Regions from separate parts of the Sus scrofa genome. Here region 2 is linked to region 1. Evidence: chromatin contacts called from public promoter capture Hi-C data. All regions are on one chromosome and are shown on one strand. The core of a region is the stretch at or near the end of the contact, and the rest is flanking DNA. Distances in the headings are between cores, read along the strand shown. Region 1 holds the start of LOC100521972 (zinc finger protein 546). Region 2 holds the start of HNRNPUL1 (heterogeneous nuclear ribonucleoprotein U-like protein 1).

Region 1 (5,578 bases), core at 2,302-4,801:
CTGACAGAGTTAGCTAGAGAAAGAATATCTCCTTCCTATGAATTCCCAAGGCATGTGACCTGAATTTCCCTAGTAGCTTTTACTGCCTCTTCTCTCATGCTTATTCAGTCCATTCTGACTTTATATCATTTGCTGTATTACAGGAGACTTACGGGAGTAACTGTGTTTTCAGGGCTTGTAAATTACTATCATTAGATTCAGCATAGTTTGAGCCTGTGTGACTGAGACTTGACTAATATTCCATTTTAGGCAGATTTTCTTAGGAAATGGCCAAAAAGCAAACTAAGATACATGCAGAAGATGTTTATCACATGACAACTTAGAATAACCAACTGTTAATAATATAAATGGCTATAGGAGTCGCCAAGTTAAATTAAGGTCAGTTATGATGGCATACTAAGGCCTCATTAATACTGATGACATTGGTCCATATTTATAGCCGAAGAAAGACATTCCTAAGGAATGACTGACTGATACAGGCAAATTAAAGATGTAAAATTATGGGAGGAATGATAATGTAATTAATAACACAGACTCTGCTGTCAGATTTCCAAAATGTGAATTCTAGTCTAACAGCTACCAACTTCTCAGTTTATTGGTAAACAGGATAAGAAAATCACTGTGTCCTACAGTTGTCATGAAGATTGGGATGTTACATAGACACCATTTAATGACATTATAATTACGAAATAAAAGTTAGTATTATTATGTAACGTACTTCATTCTACTGTTATTAGATGAAATTCTTTGCTACTTTTTTTTTGCTTTTGGGGGCCATTCCTGCAGCACATGGAGGTTCCCAGGCTAGGGGTTGAATTGGAGCTGCAGCTGCCGCCACAGCCACAGCAATGCAGGATCTAAGCTGCGTCTTCGACCCACACCAAAGCTCACTGCAATGCAGGATCCTTAACCCACTGAGTGAGACCAGGGATCAGCCCGCATCCTCATGGATACATCCACTCAGCCACAATGGGAACTCCCTACTTTCTTTTTTCATAGTAAAATTTGAGTCTCATGCCCACTCTTTTTTATAATGACATTGCACATATTTTAAAGCCAAGGCTTGGATGTGAAATTAGTTTTAACTAACGATACTAACAAACAGATTTTCAGAAATCTAACCAAGAAATCTCTCCTTGTATTTGCAGCTATAAAGAGGAGACACATTCTTTGACATAAACCTAAGAAAAAGAATGTAATAAGACATTAAATGCAGTACCGGAGGTTCAGTCTTTTCCTTCTGTCTTATGTAAAGATTCACATGAATATTTATAGTTATTACATCTTATTTTGTTTCCTACTATTATAAATCTGTCTTCCAAAATGTTATTTGCATTAAAAGATTCTTGGACAGGAAAAGTGATTGCCATGTCCTGTGAAAACAAACTTAAAAATCTAAAAAAAAGTATCCTGAAGGGCTACCTTATTTGATAAATTGTGCTATCTGAATTGCTCTTAATTAATTTAGGTAACACTAAACTGTGGGAATTTGGTGCTGTAAGTACTTGGAAAGTTTATCACTCTAGAGGGGGTCACTGGCACTTTCCTCTTCTTCCATATTCATGGAGGTAAAAGAAACCTATGGTTTGGATTCATAGAGTTAACGTTTTCTAATGGGAGTTGAGTCTATGTCCTTTGAGTGCTCAAGTAGAACAGTTTCTATTCTGCACACAAACACATACACACCACACATATACAGGTGCAGAAAAATGTGCTAAAATAAACCTCCCCAAATATTACTGGTGATGCTATTTTAACTTTCTTTTTTATAAGTCCCTCATGACCTTCTTAGCACAGTGGGCAGTGCATCAATCTCATATAAGTCTCTCATGTAATATAACTGAATAACTGATTGTTTTTTTCAAAAAGCAAGCATTAATTCCATAATCTTATGTATACAATCTATACCCAATTTTTTTTTAAATCTTAGAAGCAATTCTGTTTGACATGTGTGGGAATAGTAAGGGAATCAGTGTGACCATTTTAAATAAAGCCTACCAATTCTTGAACATTCTTCATTACAATAAGATCTTTTTACTGACAAGTTCTTCCCTGAATGGACATGTCAGGTGAGGGGAGTGTGTAGACTAAATAAGAAAATATGGGCAAAACAGAACAGGTTTTGGTTCTCTTTCTCCACTGAATAATCTATTGAAATACTGCTTTGGGAGTTTCCGCTGTGGTGCAGTGGGTTAAGAATCAAACTGCAGCAACTCGGGTCGCTGCGTTGGCGCACAGGTTCCCTCCTCAGCCCAGCACAGTGAGTTAAGGGATCCTGCATTGCCAGAGGTGTGGCAGTGGTGCCAGTTGCAGCTGGGATTCAGTCCCTGGCCCAGGAACTTCCATATGCTGTGGGATCGGCCACAAAAAATATATATATCACTGGATATAACCCTTGTAAAATGTCTCTGAATCTCAATAATAATAAATGGCACTCATAAAATTTGAGCATTATTGTTCATCACAATGACTATTTCTTTACTCATATTGTTCATTTTTCTTTTGACAACCTTTCTTTCTTCTTTTTTCTTTTTTAAGAGCACACCCATGGCACTGGACACTTCAGAAAAAAATGCAAATATTTCCATGTACTAAAAGCAAAAATGCATTTATGAACAAAGAGGAAGTAGAAACTCACCTGATCTGTACTTTCAATGTGCAACAATTTTCCCTTTCTCCCCAGGATCCCCTTGTGAAGAATGGCAGAACTGGATAAGAAGGAAATCGGGAGACACCAGGCCTTTCTTAGAGCTGAGACAGAGAAGGGACCCTCTAGGGCCACATCAGCACTCACCTCACACATACGGACCGGATGGGAGAAGGAGGCTGGAACTTGTCTTTGAAATCACAGCAGCTTCCTAGAATCCGAGGTATGGGAATGCTGCGGTTCCTGAAAAATGTAGCAGCAACCGCAGCGCCTGAAGTAGGAACGCTTCCCATCATTTCATCCCAGGAATCTGTCTCCGAGACAATTCTAGCTTCAATAGCCCCATCCTTTGTCCAGGACTGTGCCTTCTTGCTGGGAAACTTCCTCCTAGGGCCTTCATCTTATTGGACTTTCCTCTTGAGGACAGCTCTGTGCCGACACCCAGGGCTGTGAGGGGAGGGTGGGGAAAGCAGCAGGAGTGTGGGTCCGTGACGCTCACCACTGAGGCAAGCACCAGTATCAGACTGACAACCGCGCACGCCGACAGGAGCCCCGATTCGGTCCTGCTAAGTGTGGGTGTGCAGGCGCGCGCAAACACACACACGCACTACACACAGCCTATCACACTCAGACACACGATCCTCCTCTGCTCCTCCAGCCCCCACAGGCCCGAGGCTGCAAACACAATGGGCCCGGGGCTCCACACTTTGGGGGCAGCTCCACTCCCACCCCTACCCCAGGTGAGTCCCGCTCCGCCTCGCCTGGCTCCCACTTCTCCCCAGGATTCCATTAACTCACCTGCGGTGGCTGAGCCACCCAGAACGCCCGGTTGAGGGCCCTCAGGGTCCAAGTTTACGCCTCCCCTGGGGCTTCTGGGAAATGTAGTCCACAGCCGGAAGGCGATGTGCTCGGGCTTTGAGTGCGCAGGCGTATGTGCGCCGCGCGGATCTGGCGTCTCTGGTCGCCCCGCGGAGACCGCTGACCAGCGTTGTAAGCCGAGCGACCTCCCGACGGGAGCGGTCCGGCAGGTGCGAGCCTCTCGGGACCCTCAGAGTGCTGCGCCGCCGAGTGCAGCCGTGGGTGCAGCCCTGAGGCCAAGCGCGTAGGGACGGATTCTGTCGGTTTCTTCCCTGAGGTAGTCTGGGCGCCTGGTGCACAGGTGTGTGGCCCATCGTACCTGGCTTCGTGAGCCTGTGTGTGTGTGTGTGTGCCCCGCTGTGAGGGCTTCGGCACCTACTGCGCGTCTGGCTGAGAGTGAGCTGTGTCCCTGCATGTAACTCTTTGGGGAAGGGACGGTGTGCGCCTGAAGCGGCATTCGAGGGTGATTCGTACCTGAGCATGGCGGGGAGTGGCGCGGCGGGGACTGTGGGCGTGCGGGGCTGTGACCGGGTGATGTGTGTGTGTGTGTGTGTGTGTGTGTGTGTGTGTGTGTGTGAGGGGCTGGGTGTGCGGGGCGCTGTGTGACTGCGGCAGTTGAGTGGCGGGTGCAAGCGGGGCTATGTGAAACGTGGGTGTGTGATCTACATATGTGCTGACTGGGTGTGTGTGACCGTGTGCAGCCACAGACAGATTATAAAGACAATATGTTGCATCTTCTTGCAGCATCAGCTGTTATTTCAAGATTTGGAGCAAAGATTTGCGATTTATCTGTCGAATAATTTTGCCTTTTTGTATAGAATCACATGAAGTTTTTTCATAGACAAAAACACAAACTGTGGGAACTTCTACAAATTTTTAAAAATTATTATCTTTTCATCATAGCCAGTTTACAGTGTTCTGTCAATTTTCTACTGTACACCGAGGTGACCCAGTCACACGTACATATATACATCCCGTTTCTCACATTTTCATGCTCCATCATAACATGGGAACTTTTTTAAAATTTGAGGGAATTCTTTCTACCCTTCTGTGCTGTTAGGAGTGTCTGGCAGATAAATTTGAGAATCTCAGACTGAGGAGATAGCTTTATGCCTAGAAAGGCACTGTGCCATAGAATCATGAGTGGGCAGTTAGAGTCTGATGCTAACACATTTGTCCCTTTCTCTTCCCTTCCCTTTGTGAGCAGTTCAGCCCTAAAGCCATAGGATGGGCTTTAGAGCGGGTCTTGGCGCCAGAGCAGGGTGAGGAGGGTGTTGAGGCAGGGAGTAGCTAGGTGCTGACTGAAGGGCTTATTAGGGGTAATGCAAATGGTTACACCCTCTGGTATGGGAGTGTTAACCTGAGCAGCAGCATAAGGAGGGCATCCACACTGGAGGAATGCCCTACAGGGGACTTCAGAGCTCAGGCTGGGTGAGGAAGGCTGTGGCTACCTGTGGAGCCCAAGTGGGGGTGTTGGAGACGCTGATATTGGTTGAATAGGAGAGTGGATGTCAGAACCCAAGTGGTATGGGGAGAGCATCTGTGTGGGAAAGGCCATTGCAGCAGTGATAGGAGTTTGTTACATGTGATGGAGGCTGGGATGGGGGTGCTGATCAAAAAGTAAAAATATCAAGTGCAATGGGAGCAGCCAGGCTTCTCGCTGTCTGAGAAATTGCAGATATGGAAAAGGAGAAAACTGGAATGAGTCTTGTGATGGTGGGTTGAAACTAGATGTACATACAACTATTATTCATCTGGATCGACATACAAATAAAATCAGCAAGTGCTGGGCCACTGAGGTCACCTCTGGGGAGAGGCCTGGCCCTCCCTTGCGGGGCTCTGGGTTCAGCATCTGCCTGGCCTGATGTGTCCCGGCTTCAGCAGGAAGAGTCCACTGGAAACACCTGTCCTATCACATAAAACAGTAAATACACCTTAAATTCCTGAAGAAAAGGCAAAATGCACAAGTAACACATGGGGATAATTTGTGAGGATGAGTAAAAACATGGTGCAGTCATGAGGACACTGAACACCATCTTCTGGCATCTTAGGCTTCTTCATCATCCTCTCCCT
Region 2 (5,313 bases), core at 131-2,630, 860 kb before region 1:
GGTTTCCTTTCACCCTCCATATCCTACACACTCTCCCCTCCCCTGTAGTAGTTACTGGACCAGCTACATACTCCTTGCTGGACACAAGGTTCTCTATCCCCCAGATACTCCATCCACTTCAAAACTTCACCAATTTGTTATCTTCTGCACCCCACCCCCAGCTACACTTGTTCTCCAAACGACAGATACTGTTAATCTAAAACCATTCAGCAGTAGCCACTGCATTATCTGTCCTCAGAGCCTTTCCAGCTCTAGACCTCCTGGTTCCTCACCCAGGGAGGCATCCTTCTCTCTGCCACCAGCCTCTGTACACCAAGGTTCCATATACCGCCTCTGGAAGTCAATCAGAAAGTCCCCAAATTGCCAGAACCAAATGCCCAGGTTGTCCCTGCCTACGGGTTGGCCTTCTAGTCCTGCATCTGAGTCCCTCACAGTACAATCGCATGGTGGTCTCCCACATCCCCTAAATGCTCCCAGGCCAAACACCAGAACATACAGTCTATTGGACCTTCCCCGGCCAGACGCCAGCACCCATCTTACATACAACCCACACTAATACCAAATATAAGAAGTCCCTGTGCCCCCCATTCAGGAGCAAACTCCAGGATCCTCCATCCTCAAAACTCTCCAGCCCAGAAAACAAAGCTCTCAACGCCTAGCTCATAGCCTGGGCTCGCACAGCTCCCAAGCTCTAAGATCATCATTTCCAAGACTCTCCTCAGCCCCCCAAATAGAAAACCTCTTGTTCTTCCGATTGTCTTCGGGTCCAGAAACCACAGCTTCCGGTTTCCGAGTCCTAGGCTGCGGAACCCTTTACAACCCCCCCCCCCGCCGACCTTCCTCATCTCCGAAACCGAGGACCCCCGCCCCCCATTCCAGGATCTCCCCTGCACCGAATGCCAGGATTCGCCCTCCGGTCGTCCCGCGGGCCTTGTCCCCAAATCCTTTTCAGCGACGGGCAGAGGCATCCCCCGATCCTTAGATCGTCTCCCCGACCTCAGGCGCCGGACTCCCGCGTCCCACAGCCCTTCCTCGGCCCGGACTCCGGGCTCCCCGGCCCCCGCCCCGCGCACTCTCACAATGTCCGTCCGGCCCCGAGTAGCCGCCGGGCTCCGGGTGCGGCTGCAGCTGCAGCCCGGGCGGCGGTGGCTGCGCGGTCCCCTCCAGCTCGGAGCCCCCCTCGGTCTCGACCTCCTCGCTGTTGTGCCCAGGTCGCCCCGGTTCGTCGTCGGCCTCGAGCTCCCGCTCGTCGTCGGGCTCCTCGGCCTCCAGCGCCGCCTGCAGCCGCTCAGCAAGCTCGGCCTTGAGGCCACGAGTGTCCAGGCCGCGGCGCTGCAGTTCCTCGCGAAGTTCGTTCACCTTCAGACGGCGCACATCCATGGCCCGGGCCCCCGGGGCGGCCCCCGAGCCCGGCCCGGCCTCCCAGGGCTCTGTCCCCCTTAAACCTTTCCTGTCAGGAGGCGAAGGGGGAAAGGGGGGGGCCCCCACTCCAATGGCGGCGGCGGCTCAAAATGGCCGCCGCCGCCACCTCCCCCTCCTCCGTGGCCCCGTGCGATGCAACACGGGTGCCAATTGGCCACCGCATGGGAGCAACGGGCGCGGGCCCAGAGACTCGACCAATCAGAGCGTGTCTTTCAAAAGAACGGCACTGAAAGGGCTTGGGAGCTACCGGGGAGGAAGCGTTGGCCTACGTCGATGCCGAAGCCGGAGCGGGAGGGCGGGAAAAGGTGAGAGGCGGAGCGCGCGGTGATTGGGTAGCGTTCGCGCGCCCGCTCCAGTAGGGTCAAATGAGGGAAAGGGAGTAAAGACCTGGACCCATCAGCAGTGAGATCTCAGAATGAGGTCCCCACGGCCTTTCCTGCGCGGTCCTTTCATCAAACTAGTGTCTCTGTAACACATATCTTGATTGGTCTAAATCTCCCGCCCCTGGAGGCGTCCAAGCGGGTAAAACCACTAGGACCAATCAAATGGAGGGTCCGCAAACCACTCCTCCCCGCCCCCTTTCAAGATTGCCTTTAGGAAACCGGAAAGAGATGAATTCACGAAGGACCTTCCCCTTGCCGTTAGGGCGGTTTCAAAACAATCTGTCCACCAATCGTAGTTCCTGTCTTATCTCGGTAAAGCTAGTACAGTTGCACCGTTTTAGGAAAACCTAGCCAGATTGGCTATTCTGGTTACGGACCGCCTTACAAACTTCGCCGTAGAGGGAAGTATACTAAACAGAGATTTAGGTACACAAATTGTTCTTAGTCTGGAAGAAACTCAGTTGCTTTTATGAAAAGCAGCTCTTTGGCTTCAGAGAGTCCTGAAGGTTTGAAAGCAGAGACAAACAACGGGGAAAAAGTTGTGAAAGAAATCTCACTCTCTCCCCTTTGATAGATCATCTCACGGGGCCCCTCTTTCCATTATCATAGCTGCGCTGACGTCTTTCTCTCCGGTTGCTATCTTACGTGGAATGGGCGCTCTGTACGCGGTCATTCCCTTTCCATGCGGAAGGGCTTCCAAAAGCTCAGGGGTCTCTACCCCAAATCATCTATGCTGATTTGCTAGTTTGGCGTCTGTATTGACAAGCTCAATACACAGATTAAGCCTCGCGCTACTAAACGCCGTAGTTTCATTATGTTTAACCCTGCACCACCTGTCGCCTCTAACTCAAAAAAACAAGCCTTCTGTAAGGTACATTATCAATATGCACAATGCAAATGCCCGCTGCTCACTGGGCTATACCTAAAGCCTACAAAAGCCACACACACCCTCTACGTAGACAAAGGCGCACACACAATACAGATAAACAAATGGTGTGTGTAGGATCAGATGCATCAATTCTGGGGATAATACACCAAACTGCAGTGTAGATGTACCTATTAAGGTCGGCACAAGCTGGAGGCATCAAAACATAAAGACAAGGGACAGTTACACTACAGGCTTACACCACAGCAACCTAGACACACAGCACCCACTCAGAAGCGGCACAGACACTCACGTGGGCCCGTAGGTTCCAGTCCAGACACCCCGCCCCTCGCCCACGTCCGACTTCCTCTCTCCTCCCAGCTTCCCACAATGATTTGTTCGAAAAGTTTATGGCCCGGATTGAACTGTTCTCGATTTTCAGGAGTCACCACCCGGGGGCGTCCGGGCGCTGCCAAGGGTTCCTCCATCCGCTGCCGGACACACCCAGGATGGTGTGTACCCGCGATGCGTGCAAAACATAGTGGGCTTGTCTTGGCAGGAGTCCCTATGTGGGCCCGAGATTTTCGGAGGCGCTCTGTGCCTGTGTTTGTAAGTGAATCTGAACGCTTGGATCTGTGAGTTCCCTGTACATACGCTATATGTCTGAATATTTGTGTCACTTTATAGTGTTTTTATCTGTGTTATTCTAGTTTCTTCCTATTCCTGGTGATTACCTGCCTGTGCATGTTTGTAAGTATGTCTGTATTTGTGTAATTTTGTGTAACTCTGTGTCTGAATTTGTGTCTCAGTATTTGTGACCAGGTGTACTTGGGTATATCCATTAATTCACGTGGCTGTTACTTTGGGGTGGGGGAGGGTCCCTGTGCTCCTGTGCTTATCTATATGTCTCTTACTCACTAGGGGTTTCAGAGAGTCTGTTTTTCTTGCTTGTCCTTCTGTCTATGTATATATGTTCTTTTCTCTTTAATGAAGGGAGAACTCCAAGACCCCACCAACCCTCCTTTTTACTGATAGGGAAACTGAGATGACAGGGAGAGGGGCTGAGTGGAGACAAGAGGAGGCAGAAGCACGGTTACAAAATTTTATGTGATCTGAGCCCCTCCGGAGGTGCCAGAGTCCATACTCTGTTCAGGGGGCATGAGGGACTGGCTCAGGGGGGGCAGCATGGCCCAAAAGGAGGGAGATTGTCCTCTGAGGAAAAGAGGCAACCCTAATGCATTGCACAGGTTTGAGGGGGCATGCCCCCACAAGAGGAAACAGAGGTGGCTAAGAAGGGAAGGGTCACACAGGCTAATTCTGTAAGGTTACCTTGGAATTCTAGACCTGTAGACCTTAAGAAACTTACCACATGTGAATCTTAGAACTCTAGTGCCTAGAACCTTAAGATTTAGAACTGTGACTTCTTGGACCCTTAACTAAAGTCCTAGAAAGACAGGATGCAGCACAGAACTTGAAGGTGTCCAAAGTTAGAAATGATTAAAACTTAGGCCTCTGGATAGTCACCACCAACTGTAGAGCCTTATACCACAGATGCTAAGGGATCCAGAATCTTGGACCAACAAAATCTAGAGTGCCTTGGAACACAGAACAGAACAACATTAGAATCTTAGAGTTTAATAATCTAGAATCTTGAAGCATATGATCTGGAATCTTTGACATAGAGAATCTAGGTTCTTAGACTAAGTCTTAGAATATCACATCTAGAACATTAGACCTTAGAACCTCCATCTTTAGACTCTTAAAACTTTTGCACTGCAGATTCTAGAATCTTAGATCTTTAGGATCCAGAATATCATAACAAAAGTTTTGAGGATCATAAAGCCATGGAACCTTTAATTGACCATCATTAGAATCTTAAAACTTGAGAAGATCAGATCTTGAAGGCTTATGATCTAGAGTCTTATAGCCAGAGAATTTGTACTCTGAGAGGCTCAGAACATCAAATGATAGAACTTTAGGCCTTAGAACCTCCGTGTCTGGAACTGTAGAATTTTTAGAATTATAGAATCTAGAATCTTATACCCTAAGGACTCAGAACCCTAGAAAAATAAAATCTAGAATTATAGAGCCTTAGATCCTGGAATTAGAATCTTAGAGCTTTGGAACCTAAAATCTTGCAGGCTTTATCCAGAATCTTAGAACCAGAAAAATCTAGAGCCATAGAAGCTCAGAGCCTTAGAAGATAGGCCTTAGAACTTCCATGTCTAGAACCTTAGCATTTTAGAATTAGAGACTTTGGAATTTCAGGCCCTTAGAACCAAAGACTCATCTTTGAAACTTAGAACCTCTCAATCTAGACTCTTTACAGCTTAGAATCTAGAACCTTGGAATGTTCGAACTGGGAGGATCCTTAAGGTTTGCAGTCCAATCCCTTCCTTTGACACACAGGGACACTAAGGTGTGGAAAAGGGGGAGGGCCTGTCTGGGATGGAGTAGGAAGAGGGGGCTATGGTTGGAGGTAAGGCCTGGAGTGGGAGAGTCAGGGGGTTCCCCTGTGGCAGTGCCTAGCTTGGGTCCTGAGAAGGAGTTCCAGGTGGAAGTTTGTCTCAGGCGCCATCCTCCTGCCCTGGGGATGCTGGGGAGCTCCTGTCAGCAGGCAGGGTGGGGCCAGGGGCTGTAGAC

What was found. Promoter capture Hi-C pulls out the DNA fragments that hold promoters and counts their contacts.
Region 2: a contact with region 1 is called in a promoter capture Hi-C map of liver, with 3 times the contacts expected there. The contact joins the promoter of HNRNPUL1 here to the promoter of LOC100521972 in region 1. A contact is called at or near these places in 1 of 5 promoter capture datasets (liver) and 1 of 47 Hi-C or Micro-C datasets (liver).

Annotation. Positions count from the first base shown.
Region 1 is chr6:48,416,690-48,422,267 of Sscrofa11.1, reverse strand. LOC100521972 (zinc finger protein 546) reads right to left here and starts at 3,551. Exons shown (of 5, transcript XM_021094380.1): 1 at 3,446-3,551; 2 at 2,795-3,094. The coding sequence starts at 2,803.
Region 2 is chr6:49,276,363-49,281,675 of Sscrofa11.1, reverse strand. It overlaps HNRNPUL1 (heterogeneous nuclear ribonucleoprotein U-like protein 1), which reads right to left and starts at 1,380. Exons shown (of 17, transcript XM_021094416.1): 1 at 1,080-1,380. The coding sequence starts at 1,380. AXL (AXL receptor tyrosine kinase) reads right to left here. Exons shown (of 23, transcript NM_001128458.1): 23 at 3,759-5,313. The coding sequence ends at 5,238.